Regions from separate parts of the Mus musculus genome. Here regions 1, 2, 4 and 5 are each linked to region 3. Evidence: chromatin contacts called from public HiCAR-type and promoter capture Hi-C data. All regions are on one chromosome and are shown on one strand. The core of a region is the stretch at or near the end of the contact, and the rest is flanking DNA. Distances in the headings are between cores, read along the strand shown. Region 1 holds the start of Rps28 (ribosomal protein S28). Region 2 holds the start of Marchf2 (membrane associated ring-CH-type finger 2). Region 3 holds the start of Cyp4f16 (cytochrome P450, family 4, subfamily f, polypeptide 16). Region 4 holds the start of Angptl4 (angiopoietin-like 4). Region 5 holds the start of Cd320 (CD320 antigen).

What was found. Promoter capture Hi-C pulls out the DNA fragments that hold promoters and counts their contacts. HiCAR-type assays count read pairs that join an accessible place to other places.
Region 1: a HiCAR-type map of astrocytes shows a contact between it and region 3, with 5 times the contacts expected there. The contact joins the promoter of Rps28 here to the promoter of Cyp4f16 in region 3. A contact is called at or near these places in 2 of 39 promoter capture datasets (the 3T3-L1 cell line and hippocampal neurons), 2 of 484 Hi-C or Micro-C datasets (B cells and cortical neurons) and 6 of 115 datasets of contacts at active chromatin or transcription factors (astrocytes, embryonic forebrain, embryonic hindbrain and 3 more).
Region 2: a contact with region 3 is called in a promoter capture Hi-C map of embryonic stem cells, with 2.2 times the contacts expected there. The contact joins the promoter of Marchf2 here to the promoter of Cyp4f16 in region 3. A contact is called at or near these places in 4 of 39 promoter capture datasets (the 3T3-L1 cell line, embryonic stem cells and hippocampal neurons), 1 of 484 Hi-C or Micro-C datasets (B cells) and 1 of 115 datasets of contacts at active chromatin or transcription factors (embryonic stem cells).
Region 4: a HiCAR-type map of astrocytes shows a contact between it and region 3, with 4 times the contacts expected there. The contact joins the promoter of Angptl4 here to the promoter of Cyp4f16 in region 3. A contact is called at or near these places in 2 of 39 promoter capture datasets (embryonic stem cells and hippocampal neurons), 2 of 115 datasets of contacts at active chromatin or transcription factors (astrocytes and kidney) and 1 of 9 other capture datasets (embryonic stem cells).
Region 5: a promoter capture Hi-C map of hippocampal neurons shows a contact between it and region 3, with 4 times the contacts expected there. The contact joins the promoter of Cd320 here to the promoter of Cyp4f16 in region 3. A contact is called at or near these places in 2 of 39 promoter capture datasets (the 3T3-L1 cell line and hippocampal neurons) and 1 of 115 datasets of contacts at active chromatin or transcription factors (astrocytes).

The regions. Positions count from the first base shown.
Region 1 is chr17:33,823,239-33,826,257 of GRCm38.p6, reverse strand. It overlaps Rps28 (ribosomal protein S28), which reads left to right and starts at 1,696. Exons shown (of 4, transcript NM_001355384.1): 1 at 1,696-1,824; 2 at 1,912-1,959; 3 at 2,928-3,019. The coding sequence starts at 1,786. It overlaps Ndufa7 (NADH:ubiquinone oxidoreductase subunit A7), which reads right to left and starts at 1,686. Exons shown (of 4, transcript NM_023202.4): 1 at 1,578-1,686; 2 at 608-657. The coding sequence starts at 1,628.
Region 2 is chr17:33,717,081-33,720,202 of GRCm38.p6, reverse strand. It overlaps Marchf2 (membrane associated ring-CH-type finger 2), which reads left to right and starts at 1,526. Exons shown (of 5, transcript NM_001252480.1): 1 at 1,526-1,657.
Region 3 is chr17:32,534,892-32,537,918 of GRCm38.p6, reverse strand. Cyp4f16 (cytochrome P450, family 4, subfamily f, polypeptide 16) reads right to left here and starts at 1,362. Exons shown (of 13, transcript NM_024442.2): 1 at 1,264-1,362; 2 at 723-921. The coding sequence starts at 920.
Region 4 is chr17:33,779,855-33,782,857 of GRCm38.p6, reverse strand. Angptl4 (angiopoietin-like 4) reads left to right here and starts at 1,283. Exons shown (of 7, transcript NM_020581.2): 1 at 1,283-1,795; 2 at 1,965-2,075; 3 at 2,211-2,328. The coding sequence starts at 1,466.
Region 5 is chr17:33,841,594-33,844,853 of GRCm38.p6, reverse strand. Cd320 (CD320 antigen) reads right to left here and starts at 1,763. Exons shown (of 5, transcript NM_019421.3): 1 at 1,563-1,763. The coding sequence starts at 1,683.

The DNA of each region.
Region 1 (3,019 bases), core at 447-2,946, 1.3 Mb before region 3:
CTGGGTTTTCACACAGGGGCTCATTCTGAACTCAGCAAAGTGAGGTGGAGTCTCTGAGTGCTAAAGCCACCAACCCCACAAAGCAAGAACACTCGTTTGTATTGGCATCCAAAAGCCTGAGGACAAGGCAAAGACTCATCAGTATATAAATGTGATCAAAACTGACTTTAAGCAATGACTTGGCCTACATGGGCCTCATCCTCCCCCTTCAGTAGCTTGAGAACATAGCATTTCATGTGGGTGGTCACAATGAAGACTGCAAAGCTACCCAAGAGACCAACAAATAATACAACCTATCTCCTAACTATTCCAAGACAACCCAATGAAGTTAAAAGTTAAATTTTTGCTTTCACAGCCTGACAAGAAAGATCTCTGCTCAATTCTCCAAGGAAAGTTCAAGAGAACAGCAAATTTAGGGTTGTTTTTTCACGTTTGTTTATTAGACAGGGGTTAACCTGGAACCCATCATGTAGATCAGGCAGGCCTTGAACTCAGAACTCAGCCTGCCTGTTTCCCGAGTGCTGGGATTAAAGACTGTACCACTATGGCCAGCCTTGGGTTTGGTGGAAGAATGTCAGGATGAAGGCAGCAAGCACGGCCTGCTCACCGCTTGGCGATCTCCTGGTAGCGCAGCTGTAGCTTCGCCTGCAGGTCTTGCTGTGGGAGGAGAGAAGAAGTCAGAAACTAGGGAACCCCAGGATAGGGTTAGCGAACAGAAGTAGCCAGTTAGGGTAAGTTTACAAGTCATGCATATGAAGAAAGGCAAGGGCATGGCTTACAAAACTTTAAGGCTAAGTTTCCAGCCTTTCCAAGATCTAACCTAAAAAGCCTTCCTTTTAAAGAAAATCTCCTCTGTATATGGGTCAATATACTAAACGTGCTTACCCTAACATTATGGGAATTCTCACCCAAACAGTTGCTTACTAAGCTCCAGTGCTAGATATACCTCCTTTCTTGGACCCTAAATTATCTCTCCTCTTATCCATCTCCAACCTCCCAGGAGCTGCAGAGATCTACAGCTTCCCTGACCTCTTTGTTTTCTTCCAAAATCTAAAAACTGGTCCTCAGCCTTCCAAAAACAGGGGCACAAGATTCCAAGCTGATAGCCGGGCGTGGTGGCGCATGCCTTTAATCCTAGTCGGGAGGCAGAGGCAGGCGGATTTATGAGTTCAAGGCCAGCCTGGTCTACAAAGTGAGTTCCAGGACAGCCAGGGCTACACAGAGAAACCCTGTCTCGAAAAAGAAAAACAAAAACAAAAACAAACAAACAAACAAAGATTCCAAGCTGATACGGGGGATGAGGAAACACCTGGTCTCACGTGGGAGACAAATGAGGCGAAGAGAGAAAGGGATAGGAAGAGGGGCGGGGCGGGGGGGAGCTAAAGCCAGGCAATCTAAGGCCAAGGAAATCCCAGTAACCCGGCCAAAAACATTTAGGACCTTGAGTCTGACTACTGGAGTCACAAATTCAGGGATCCTGGATTATCCACTGAACTAAGGAGATGTTAAGGGGGATAGGATTCAAGGGCGTACAGAACCCAAATCCTTCCCGGCCCGGATCGGAACAGCACACGCACCCCAGACGCCCAGTTCCGCAGCTTTTGGATAACGCGAGTAGCGGACGCCATATTCCTTCCGCTCCGAAGGACGCTGGTGACGACTCTGTCCCGAGGATTCCTGGGTACCGCGTGCGGTCTCGCGAGAGCGAAAGTGAGGCGTGGTCAGAGCCGACTATAAAAGGCATCCCCTGCTCACGTGACTCCTCTCCGCCAGATCGCCGCCATCATGGACACGAGTCGCGTGCAGCCCATCAAGCTGGCTAGGGTGAGGCGACTGCGGGTGTTTAGAAACCTGAATAAAGAGAGAAGAAAGCTGAACATGTCGAGCCTAACTTTCCCTTATTTCCTGTAGGTAACCAAAGTGCTGGGCAGGACCGGTTCGCAGGGACAGTGCACGCAGGTGAGTGATGGGAACATTCGGACCACTTCCTGGGGTCGGAGCGGAGTCCTCCCGAGTACCAGGATTATAACTGGATTTGGTGACGTTTAATTCTAGTAGCTAGGTTCAGGGAGGATATGACTTTGTAAGAAACGCGGATACCGTAGTAAGACTGCCTTTGAAAGCTTTGGTGGTTTTTTGTTGGGGGGGGGGGGGTGTTCTAGACAGGGTTTCTCTGTGTAACCCTGGCTGTCCTCGAACTGAGAAATCCGCCTGCCTCTGCTTCCCAAGTGCTGAGATTAAAGGCGCGGGCTACCACTGCCCAGCTAAAAGATTTGGTTTTTAAAGAGGTGGAGTTGGCGGGACCTGTGTGTCAGTAGTAGACTTGCTTACCATACAAAGAACCCGAAAAAACTTGAGTACTGAACTCAAAGCTAGTAATTAAAGATGTCTAAGGAAGTTCACTTGGAGTTCCAGTCAAGCTTAGGCTACAAAATGATCCAGTACCGAAAAAACCTGGGCCACTGTTGATAGTGTGCTTGCCTCGGTCCACCACATAGAACAAGAACGGTAGGGCATCTCACCTACTCCAGGAGACAGACAAGCCTAGGCTAAAGATGCCCTGACCGTTCGTTCCCCTGGCTTATACCCAGGTCTCCCATCACAGCTAATTAAGAAACTAAGGTAGGGGGACCCGTAGATCAGGGCCAGCCTGAAGTAAGTTGGAGGCACCCAGATAAAATTGTAAGTGGGGAGGGTGTTGTAATTCCAGAAGGATCACAGGATTTCAAGGTCAGATCAGGCTACAGAGACCCTATCATGTGAGTGATTCAATGCCTTTGGTCTGGCAAATGAGACCTTAAGAGTAACAAATGCTTGTAACTGCTGAACCATCTGACCTGACCAGCCCCTGTCCCAGGCTCTGGTCCATATTACCTTTCCACCCCACTAGTAAGTAGCAGCATTTAACTCTTGTATTGGGCTTGTAGGTGCGAGTGGAATTCATGGATGACACCAGCCGCTCTATCATCCGAAATGTCAAAGGCCCCGTTCGAGAGGGTGACGTGCTCACCCTATTGGA
Region 2 (3,122 bases), core at 277-2,776, 1.2 Mb before region 3:
GGGCGTGGTGACTCATGCCAGGCATGCCCACACTTAGAACTTGGAAGCGGGATTTCCAGGTCATCCTTGTCTGTATATCCACTTCAAAGCCACACTGGGCTTTAGGAAACCCTCTATCAAAAACCCAACCCAAACCAAACCAAATCAGCATCACCATAACCACCACCACCACCATGAAGCTTAAGGTGTGGCTCAGTGGTGGAGCACCTACCTAATGTATCAGGCTGCTGGCTCCATCACAGGCATTGTAAGAATAATAATTCATACTAATAACGTGGGGCTGTGGTGGCATATGCCTATAATCTTACGCTTGTGAGGGTGAGGCAGGACCTGGGCTACACAGTAAGACCTGTCTCTAACAAATAAGCAAACACAATGATTAAAAACCGCTAATGTTTGTCTCACAATATTTATATTAGTTAATGTGTCCCCAGGGTCTTGCACATGCCTGGACCATAATAATGCTTCCTACAGAATTTTGATCTTTTTGGTTTTCCTTCATATGGTTGGCCTTGCTTTCTGTGTAGTTGAGGGTGACCTTGAACTTCCTGGGTGCTGGGATTATAGGCATGTATGACCAAGCCCAGGGCTTTGTGTATGCTAGGCAAGTACTGCTAAGTGTTCTCTCACTGAAACCAGTGCTAGATTGGCAGACAGCAAACCCCAGCCATCTTCCTGTTTACACCATCTACAGCACTGAGGTTACAGGAGTTCGAGGCCCTATTCAGCTCTTTTATGTGGATGCTGGGGATTTTAACTCAGATCCTCATGTTTGCCATGCAAGAGCTCTTGCCCGCTGATCTATCTCAACAGCTCTTTCTACCATCTGTTGCTCCATTTTTTGAATGTATGTCTTGCTTGAATAATTGATGAGTAAATGATGATGGCTTTAGTTTCCTCCACAGAACTCTAACCCCTTTGGGCGGATTTCCTTCTGCAAAATGTGATCATAGCCACCCTAGGATTGGTAAGTGTGATAAAAATGTAGCTCAGTTCACACTGTTTGTGCCTAGCACGGAAGAAAAACTTCATTCCATTCTAGCTCCCGATAGAACTGGGAAGGTGGAGGCCAGAGGATCAGAGAGGTTATCCTTGGCTACAGAGTGAGTACGAGGTTAGCCTGATCTACATTAAAACTGTCTTTAAAAAACACAACAAACAAACAAACAAACAAACAAACAAACAAACAAACGGGGGCCGGGGGGAGCGGAGAAGAAGGCGGAAAGAAGTTATTTGGCAAGTGTGAAGTTGTTTACTTAAGCTCGCCTTTGTTCTGCTCCAGGCTCTGGCAGCAAGTCTACAGCCAGAGATTGGGATGGGGGAGGAGCTGGGATGAGGCGGGGTCCATTTTGGGGGTGGAGCCAGAACGCAGCAGGGGCGGAGTCAGAAGCTGCGGCGCCGCGGGGCCTGGACCGCCCAGGACGTCCCGTATTTTGAAGGCCCCACCTTCTTGGGCGGGGCGTGTATGCTGATTGGCAGATGATACTCAGAGGCAGTCTTCATTGGTTCGCCGTGCTGTCTGCTCGGCGGGCGGTGCCCGGACGCAGGTGCTCGCCGGAGCCGGAGCAAGCCGCTGCTGACGGGCCGGGCCGGGCCGGGACCCGGGCCAGGGAGAACCGAGGGGCCTGCGCGGTCGCCCGGCCCGGCCGCGGAACAGGTAGGCACGGAACAGCGAATGGGCCTGACCCGAGTATGTAGGCAGGTTTCCCAGGTTCCGGGTTCGAGCCTCCGGCTGAGTACTCGAGCGGGACAGATAGGGCGCTACCCTTGGCCTTACTTAGCCCTGCTCAGGACGCAGGCACCTCAATTATCATTTCAAGGTTGGTGAGAGGTCTCCGAGCCTCGCCACGCAGGAGAAACCTCTGTGAGCCTCGGTTTCCCCATCTAGGAAAAGTGGGTCATCTCGGAGCCAACATGATTTAGGAAATGGCTGATGAGAAAAGCGCCTGGCATACAGTAGGAGGTCAATAAGTGACTAATGTCACTCTGAAACCCTCTTCATAACGGTTCTGTTTGGGTGATTATTAACATTATAAAGAGTTGGGGCGCTTCACAAAAAGCTACTCAGTGCACTGTACTGAAAATGTTGTTTTTCAAACAGTAGTCAGGGACTGCCAAGATAGCTCAGCTGGTCAAGGTGCTTGTTGTCTGAGTTCAGTCTTGAGGTCTCATATGGTGAAAGAAAAACTGACAACAGAAAGTTGTCATTTGGACTCCATAGACACACCCTTGCATGAATATACACCACATACATATGCAAAAATACAAGCAAAATAAATATAATTGAAAACACTTTTTTTGTTTTGTTTTGTTTTTCGAGACAGGGTTTCTCTGTATAGCCCTGGCTGTCCTGGAACTCACTTTGTAGACCAGGCTAGCCTCGAACTCAGAAATCCGCCTGCCTCTGCCTCCCGAGTGCCAGGATTAAAGGTGTGCGCCACCATGCCTGGGGAAAACACTTTTAAAAAAACTCTGTAGTCAGAATTAATGTGGTTAGTGGGAAACATACTAGGTAGAAGTATTAAAAGTAATTCCTTTCATCTAAATGAGTAAATTGAAGTTCAGGGAAGTTAAAGCTGTTGCCCAAGGCCATACAGCAAATAGGAAGTAGAGCTTCTGGGATTAGAACTTAGTTTCTGGACTGGGGGTCTAGCTCAGTACTTGCCTAGCATGCACTAGGCCCTTGTTTTATCTCAGTACTGCCAAGAAAAACAACACACACACACACACACACACACACACACCCTAAAGTAAGAAAGAGATGGATGAGGCCCAGAAAAGCAAATTAACTTGAATCAAGACATACAGTATCAGTGACAGAGGCAGAATAAAGTGCCTAGGGCATGGAGCATGGTGGTACAGGCCTGTTAGGTCAGGTGCTCTGGAGGCTGAGGCAGGAAGACTTCAAGGTTCCGCTGGGTTATTTAGTGTAACTTTGGTATTGTTTAGTTCTTTTATTTTTGAGGTCTTACTCTGTAGCCTTGGCTGTCCTGGAACTCCTTACGGAGAACAGGCTGACTTAGAGATTGGATTGCCTCTGCCTTCCAGGTGCTGGGACTAAGCTTGTGTGCCACCATACCATTTTTTTTTTAAATGTATGTGTGCCTCTGTGAATTTATGTG
Region 3 (3,027 bases), core at 113-2,612:
GTAGGAAGTGTAGTCATTATGATGAGACCAGAGAGAAAATGGTCATGCTGTGATGTGCCTTTGGAATAAAGTCATTGCTTAGCATGCACAAACCCTAAGCACTTCAGATAATCACTACCAATGTTAAAAAGTGTTCATCCTTGACCTACATTGCATAATGGAGCCCACTAATGCATCTTCAGGACAGAGGGCAAAATGAGGAAGGACAGTGGCCAAGAAGTGGAAGGGAAAAAAACTACAATCTCTCTTCTGCACCCAAACAGTAGGTGGAGGTAAGAAATCGCAGCTGAATCCTACAGGGCAAATAGCAACCCAGAGAGATACAGTCACTGATCTGAAACCAAGAGAGATGAGCCAGGCAGGAGGCAAGACCTTGGACATACTGAAGGAAGATCTCAAATCCAGCAGTGAAACAGAATATACCAGGGATGCCACTACTCTGTGCTATTCGCCATGGGATCCACTGACTATGACACATATCCAGGAACTTGAGGAATCCTCAGTCCTGCTGAGAGTATGGCCCACAGTAGGCTGGTGCCAGGTAAGAGAGAAAGGCTGATGAGCACAACTTGGAAAGAAAGATAAATGAATGTGGGGTTGTGATGAGAATAGGGGCCCAAATAACTTTCTTTGCTTCTCCCTGCTACAGGCTCCAGACCTTTCCTGATGCCTAGGGAACACATACACCCCGGTACCCCCAGCCTATCTGCCGCCATACTCACCATGCCCAAGTGACCTGAAAACCAGTTTTTTTTAGGAGGCTGAGGGAAACAACTGAGGCGGGAGCAGTTCTCATAGAATGAGTAAGTCCAGGCAAGGATTCTGGCCAAAATCCAGGAAGCCACTCCAAGCAGCAGAAGATGCCATGACGAGGTCACCACAGAGCCCAGGTCCAGCCCAGACACACTTAGCCGCAGCATCCTGCTGAGCAGACAGACACAGGAGGAGATTCTGAGGTTTGGAAGAGGAACCTGGAAAACTTCAGAATTTTGAGCATGGGCAGAAACTGGAGAGTAGAGCAGGGAGTAGAGCAGGGAAGGGGATGGAGATACAGGAAGAGACAGAATGAGAGAGAGAGAAGGAGGCAGGGAACACACAGACAAGAGCTGTTGAAGTCTGGGATGGCTCTGCCTGAAGCACAAACGGTTATCCAGGAACCCAGGCTCACTTGTGCCAATTGTCTCCATGGAGCCACCCCAACACTGATAAACTCATCCTGATCAGAGTCAGGACCCTGTCTTGCCTCAGAGCCCAAGTCGGTACCTTATCTCAGGAGCTGCTGGTCCTCTAAGACCTTCTCCCCAGTCCTGTGAAAAGCATTTATCCCCTGCTTCCTAACTTCAGGAAGCTGTGTGGGAGGCTGGGTTAGGCTGGACTGAACCAATCAAATCCCTCCCAGGCTCAGCCACTTCCTCCCTGCCTGGGCATCAGGCCAAAACAAGTTGGGCGGGGCCAGACTGGAGTGGAGGGGAAAGACTCAGGGCAACACACACAGGCAGGTTGCATTTAGGATGCAGCACCTCTGAGTCAAGGGCAAAGGTGACTCTGGGCCCTTCCAAGGGCAACAGTCTGCTGATAAAAGCGTGAAGGAGGAAGTACAGGTGCCAGGATGGTGTTCAGGATGTTCCCTGAGCATCTCCCAGGGATCTCTGCACATCTCACTGGTGGGAGTGCAGCATGCAGAATTCCTCACTGCAGAACTGCAGAACTGCAGACCTGTCTCTGGAATGCCTCTGCTCACCGACTACAGTCTTGCAGCATTCAGTCCTCTCCCTTAGCAGCCCAGCCCCTGGATAGAAACAATTCCAAACTAGACCAGAGAATCCAGCCATGGTCAGACTGAAGAGATAGATGTCCTGGCTGGGAAAATACACCTGGCAACTAAAGGGTCAGAGTTCAGCGGGTTTGTGAGGATGAAAGGAGTCAGACTGAAGTGCTATGAGCACAGGGGTACAGGCAAGAATGAACAAGCCTGCAATGGCTTGTCTTCCCAGGATCAAATGGCGACTTGACCTTAACAGGAGTGTATGCTGTTCAGAAACCCTAGATCGGCAAGTCATGGACTTAGCAATCACTGAACCCTCCCATGGCCATGCTCCCCATTATTAGACAAGTAAAAGGAGCCAACATCACACCAAAGCGCGGACATAAAGAACAATGGGTGGACCAGCTCAAAGGTTGGCAGATAAAAGCAATCTCAAAGTCCTGAAACAGAGTTAAGGGTACTTGATTGGTGGTTGATAGAGCAAGATAAGGGCAGAGGTCAGTGGAGAAGTCCAGACTCGCCAACTCAGGGCTCCCCAAACAAGAAATGAGGGACTATGGAGGCTAGGGGTCCCTAATAGATCAAAATTAAGCAACCTCAAGACTTCCTCCCCAGGGGATTTTTCACAAGGTGTTGTTTCCCTTTCCTCTAGTAAATTTTTCAACTTCACAGGTACTTTTTAAGCATAGGCAAAGTCTACAATTTCACAACTACTTATGACACTGAATTCTAGGGTAATGAACGTCTAAAGGAAACACACAACATTTCTAAAAGAGTCCACACTGGAGAAGACACAAGGAAAGACTGTATGGAACAGAGCAGTATAAGGCCCCCACTTGTCACAGTTGAAGCCATAGCTGTTTCGCTTGACTTAGCATTCTTATTTTTTCTTTTATTTATTTGATTTATGTATAGAGATGTTTTGTCTGCATGTATGTGTCTGCACCACACACAAGCTTGATTCCAGAAGCTTTGCAAAGAAAAGAGTGTGAGATCCCCTGGGAGTAGAACTGCAGAAAGTTCCGAGCCACCACGTAGGTAGTACAAATTGAACCTTGCTCCTAAGGAACAGAAGCCAGTGCTCTTAACCACTAAGCCATCTCTTCAGGCCTGAATGGCTCTTCTTCAAAGAATATGTTCTCCCTTCCTTCCTCGCTCTGGTTAAACTCTGGATTACTCCTTCTACTCCTGTGCCCCAACCAAACCCTCCTCTATCAGGAGGACCGGAACTCAGACTGCTGGAGTCGAGGACAGAGGAAGCG
Region 4 (3,003 bases), core at 34-2,533, 1.2 Mb before region 3:
TCCCCTGCAAAAGATGTAAATGCTCTTAACTGGTAAGATAGATTTCCAGTTCCTCCTGGCTTTTTTAGTTGTTGTTGTTGTTGTTTTGTGACAAGGTCTTCTTCCTGGATGGCCTGGAACTTCACTATGTAGACCAGGCTGACCTCAAACTCACAGAGCTTCCTCCAATTGCTTCTTGCTCTGCAGTGCTGGGAGTTAAAGTATGCATAACTATGAATTGTTTTTGTTTTGTTTTGAAACAAGGTCTTGCTGTTTCAGCGTTGACTGGTCTGTAACTTACTATGTAGAGCAGGCTAGCTTGTAGCTTGTACTATTCCCCTGTGTCCTGCGTGATGGGTTTACAGGTGCGTGCCACCAGTTTTGTTGTTGCTGTTGTTGTTTGGAGACCTGGCTCAGAGTAGCCCAGGCTCTCTTAAACTCACTTGTGTAGCTCAAGATGAATTCCACACTCTTCTGCTCCATGCCCCAAGAGCTGGGATGACAGGTCTGTCCTCAGACACTGATCCTCCTTTAACGCAGGTAAATTCCTGGACACCAAGACCCCTGGTGGTGGAGGACAGGCAACAGGAGGAAGCCTAGGGTTGCAATCTCTACAATGTAGACAGAAATCCCAGCTATTGACTATTTGGCCAGGAAGAGGTGACTAATTGAACAAGGGTGTTAGTGATCCTCACAAACACATCTGCAATGACGAATGCTTGAGCTGGAAAGAGCGTGGGAGCCAGAAAGGTGGTGGAAGTGAGAGTGGGGGCAGGGGTTCCGCCTGGTCTGTGGATTAAAGATCTCAGGAAGCCTCTAAGAGGCAGAGAGCAAGGTTCTGTAATCCCCCACTTGCCATCTGAACTCAGCCTACCAGGGAGAGAACTTTCTGCCACGTAACTCTGCCCTACTTTGCTTTTGACTTGAGAAGGGGTCAGTCAAGAAGGCATCCACGTAGCGGGAAGGGGAAAAAAAAAAAAGAAGGCATCTACGTCCTGATTTGTACGCCCTTTCCTCCATTGAACCGGGCTGGGATGCGGGCTAGGGCTGGGAATTTCCGGCCTTAGGATGAACCATGCAGTGCACAGACAGTCACGTCGCTTATTAGGTCGCAAGGAAGGCGAAGCAGCCATCCCCAAGAACTCTTCATACACACACACACACACACACACACACACACACACACACACGCCACACACACACACTCGTAACTACAAAGCCTGTGGCATTGCACCCTAAAACTTGGCCACTCGCTCCGCCCCCGGGCCCCGCCTCCAATGCTCTCCCTCCCACTCCCACACCCGCTTTATAAAGTGGGGCTTTAGGTGCAACCGTGAAACGCTTATGAGCTACGGGCTCCAGATCTTCTTCTGCACCAGAGCAAGTCTAAGTCTGAGCCGGCTCCCCCAGAACTCCAGCTGCTGGGTCTTGAACTCCTGCGTTCCGGAGTCCTAGCGTTGCTGCACCCAAGGCCACCCCCAGAATCATGCGCTGCGCTCCGACAGCAGGCGCTGCCCTGGTGCTATGCGCGGCTACTGCGGGGCTTTTGAGCGCGCAAGGGCGCCCTGCACAGCCAGAGCCACCGCGCTTTGCATCCTGGGACGAGATGAACTTGCTGGCTCACGGGCTGCTACAGCTCGGCCATGGGCTGCGCGAACACGTGGAGCGCACCCGTGGGCAGCTGGGCGCGCTGGAGCGCCGCATGGCTGCCTGTGGTAACGCTTGTCAGGGGCCCAAGGGAAAAGATGCACCCTTCAAAGACTCCGAGGATAGAGTCCCTGAAGGCCAGACTCCTGAGACTCTGCAGAGTTTGCAGGTAGGCGCATCTACTAGGACTCTGACTCTACTTAGACTAACGAGTCTAGTACTCCAGGACCTGGGTGGAGAAGGGCCTCAGAGCAGACTGTGAAAGGGTAGAAGGGAGGGTGAATAAGAGGAGGTTGCCGACATAAAGCCAGGTCTTCACTAGCCTTGCATATCTTCAGACTCAGCTCAAGGCTCAAAACAGCAAGATCCAGCAATTGTTCCAGAAGGTGGCCCAGCAGCAGAGATACCTATCAAAGCAGAATCTGAGAATACAGAATCTTCAGAGCCAGGTAATTACCCCAGCAATTGGCCCAAATGGGAAAGAGGAAACAAAGTGGGGGTGAAATGTAGTGATGAAATGTGGCTAAGCAGTTGTTATGGCATGAGTCAAAAGATCTAACCACCCGTTTCCTGCCCGGTCTTAGATAGACCTCTTGGCCCCCACGCACCTAGACAATGGAGTAGACAAGACTTCGAGGGGAAAGAGGCTTCCCAAGATGACCCAGCTCATTGGCTTGACTCCCAACGCCACCCACTTACACAGTGAGTATCTCTGGTCTTTGCTGTCATCTGGCAACTCCCCAACCACCCCACTTGCCATTCCAATCCTTAGCCTTCTTGTCAGGTCCACCTTAATAGGAAAGAAAGAGATTCTGGCCTTGGGTTCCTGTGGGCTCACTAGGCTCTCATCAAGGGTATTTTTATATATTGCACCCTCTTCACTTATGATCCTGCTTGGCCAGACCACCCCACCATTCTTTCCCAGCAAGAATCTTCCCAAAATCTTATTAGCCGTTAACCAGAACAAGTAGAGGAAGGCAGATCATAAGGAGCTAAAGTTTCAGGGGTTCTGGGAGATGGTGGTGTAGCTCAGGGACATCATGCAAAGGAATCCAGGGCTGTGTGTGGATGTGTGTGCGTTCCCGAGGTTTGGAACCCTCCAACATCTCTTGATGTAACTATAAAAGGGAAAACCAGAGTAAGCACACCCCCACCCCGGCTCCTAGACTAGACACATCCTCTTACATCTTACAGATACAGATCCTTTGTCCTGTATGCTTCCATCCAGTCACATACACATATATACATAACAGTTTCGATCACAATTTCTAGGTCTTAGATTGTGGATGTCCATGCCCAATACTTTGTTTCAAATTGAAGTGTGTGTGGAGCTACGCAGTGCGGGATGGGCGGGTGGGGGATGGGGGGCACAGAGTC
Region 5 (3,260 bases), core at 514-3,013, 1.3 Mb before region 3:
TGGCCTCATGGCCATGTCTAGTGCCTGACAGTGTGTGAACAAGTCATGTGAGGGTCCACATTGACCCAGATAAAACCTAAGCCTTTCCAGGGAAGCCGGGGCTGTTTGCTGATCAAGAGGGGCAGGCAGTGAAGAGACCTGGTACTTGGGCCAGCAGGAAGGAATGAACAAAGACAGGAGGGAGCCTTTAGAGCTTCCTACCTCACACACAGAGCCAGAGCCTCCAAGACCCCTCCCTCCCTCTCCTTGTAGTCAAACGCAATTATACCTGCATACCACACAGTTCAGAAGCTCCAGAGAGCTGAAGAACTGAATACAAGCCCTGGCCACCACCCCTTCCTGCCCAGCATAGCCTCCTCTCCATGCCTAACAACTCACAGTCCTGCCAACTCAGACCTTCTCTTCCTGACTCTGTATTTTCTTGGAATGGGCCCAGAGCAGAGCAGACCCTATACCTCTTGGGGGCAATTAATCAGACAGGAGTCAGGATGACCCATGATTCCTCCTCCCAGTCTATGTCCTCATCTGTAAAAGAGGAATACTAAGGCCAGACTTAATGTTGCTCAATAGTAAGTCCAGCTCCTGGGATGCTGGAACAAGAAGACTGCTTGGAGCTACAAAACAGCCGAAAGTGGGAGGAGGGGTAGTTTATGGGTACAGATCCATAAACAGCCAAATACAATGGTCCATACCTAATAATCCCTGTGCTGGGGAGCCTAAGGCACAAGTTGAAAACAGCAGTCCAGCCTGTGTTATATAGTAAGTCCCTGTCTCAAAAAAAGGGGAACTAGTGCCTGCCTTTAATCCCAGTACTTGGGAGGTGGATCTCTAGGAGTTCAAGCCCAGCCTAGTCTATATAGCAAGTTGCAGACAGCCAGAGCTATAAAGTGAGACCCTGTTTGGAAAAAAAAAAAAAAAATCAAAACATAATAAAAACCTAAAAACAGAAACAAAAACAAACAAACCAAAAAAACCTTGAAACAGTTAAGACCTATTCTCATACAGAGTGGATGGTCAGTAGTGGCCAGTGGTCACAATCGGGCCTCCTCGTCCTGCCCGGGACAGGTTCCTGGCCAAGATTGGGGTTCACAGGGGAAATACACTCCAGGGCTCTTCCTTCCATTCTCTGAGGCAGGAATACAAGGAAAAACTGAAGCTCTGGGTGCTGAAAGAACAGCCACAGAACTGCAGCCTCAGGGCTGAAGGTTTCGGGAAGGCATACCTGCTGCAAGAAGGTACCGGGTGACCAGCCCTGCGTGGTGAGAGGTCAAAATCAGAAACAAAAGCCTTCCAGCCCACATTGAGCTGAAGGACGGCTTGGAGGTGACTTAGGGACAGCGCAGGAATAAGGGAGGAAGCTGAGCAGAACACAGGAGAAGGCACCCATGTGGCGGTCCCCTCTGCACGCACAGAGGGCCGATTCTCTCCACTCTACCCACGCTAAAGCCAAACACGCGTGCTGGGGGAGTGTCAACGACCGATGGGCGGCGCAGCCAATAGTGAGGCGATGCCAGCGCGTGGAGGCGGGATCAAAAGCGGTGTAGAAACGGGGGTTCACTCACCGGAGACTTGGACCCGGGTATGGGCCGGAGCCGGAGCGGCCTCTAGGCCTGTTCTGAGACCAAAGAGGAGCCGCAGCACCAGGCCCAGGGCCACTGCCCGCCCAGCTCCGCCCCGCGCCATCCAACAGCTAGCCGAACTGCTCCGCTCCAGCCGCAGCCGCTCAGTCAGAAGGACGCGCTGATTCTCGCGCACGCGCACACAAAGGCAGGGGGGAGTGGCGCAAGCAAGCCTGCGACCGTAAGTACCCGAATACAAGGGTACTTTGATTTTAGGGCTCCTCCTGGCTTCTTCCTAGCAGTAAAACCTAATGTGTTTGGTGACCTAGGCCTGTAACTCCCAGATATTCTACAGGCTGAGGAAGAACAAAGCCAACCTAGGCTATTAAAGGAGACCCTACCTCAGAATAAAAAACAGGAATTCGGGGAGTAGTTCAGTAGTAGAGCACTTGCCTAGTAGTATTCAGGAGGCTCTAGGTTTAATCCCCAGTTCCATGAAAATAACCACATTAACTTGAAATAATAAACTTCTGCTGAACAGTGGTGGTGTACGCCTTAAATCCCAGCACTTGGGAGGCAAAGACAGGCAGATTTCTGAGTTCCAGGCCAGCCTGGTCTACCGAGTAAGTTCCAGGACACCGGGGGCTACAAAGAGAAACCCTGTCTCAAAAAACCAAAAATAAAAATAAACCTTCTAGGGATATAAATGAACTTAGCAATTTTGACCTAAACTTCACATGTAGCCTACTGCAAATATCACTGCCCAATGGTCCCAATGAATATGGCAGCCACACCCTGTGAACACTCCCCAGCAGGTCCCTCCTTTGTGCCACCTAAGGATTTTACTTATTTTAGCTTTATTGTCTTGATTGCCCCCTAGAATGCCAGCTGCAGGCGAACCAGGATGTTGGTTTCCTTTGATGAATGGCGAAAATAGTGAGGGAATGATGGAATGATCAAATGAGTGAACAGTTACTGGCTTCGAACCTGGACTGACCATCTCCTTGGTTCCCATCCCAACCTCATTAACTTCTAGTTCTCACACACTTGAGAAACATTTATTCTAACATGGGCCTGGTAGATTGATACTACAATTGTATTAATTGTAATTGATACAGATTGGCAGCCTTGGGTTTTCTCATCCCACTTCCACAGTTGAATGCATTGAGTCAGCTTATCCAATGTGGCTAGTGATGTTGTGGTTTCTGCTGGTCTGAGGTAACCCAAGCTGGCCTGAAACTAGTGATCCTCTCTCTTGCTTTGGCCTCCGAAGTATTGGGGATATAGTCATGTACCAGCTTAGTGTTTTATTCTTCACATTACGTTTTCCATAGCTCTACCTTAAGATTCCACGACACTGGCCGGGCGTGGAGGCGCATGCCTTTAATCCCAGCACTCGGGAGGCAGAGGCAGGTGGATTTCTGAGTTCAAGGCCAGCCTGGTCTACAAAGTGAGTTCCAGGACAGCAGGGCTACACAGAGAAACCCTGTCTCGAAAAACCAAAAAGAAAAAAAAAAAAAAAAAAAAAAAAAGAATCTATGACACTACCTCCCAACAAGGCTGGAAGGCAAGTCACTAACCTTCAAATGGCTAAGTTTCCCAGAATGTAGACCAGAAGGCTACATAGAAGTCCAGACTTTCACACAAATGGTGCTGCTTGTGGATGGATGGCCTCTCTACCACCGTAAATGTTAGAGGTTA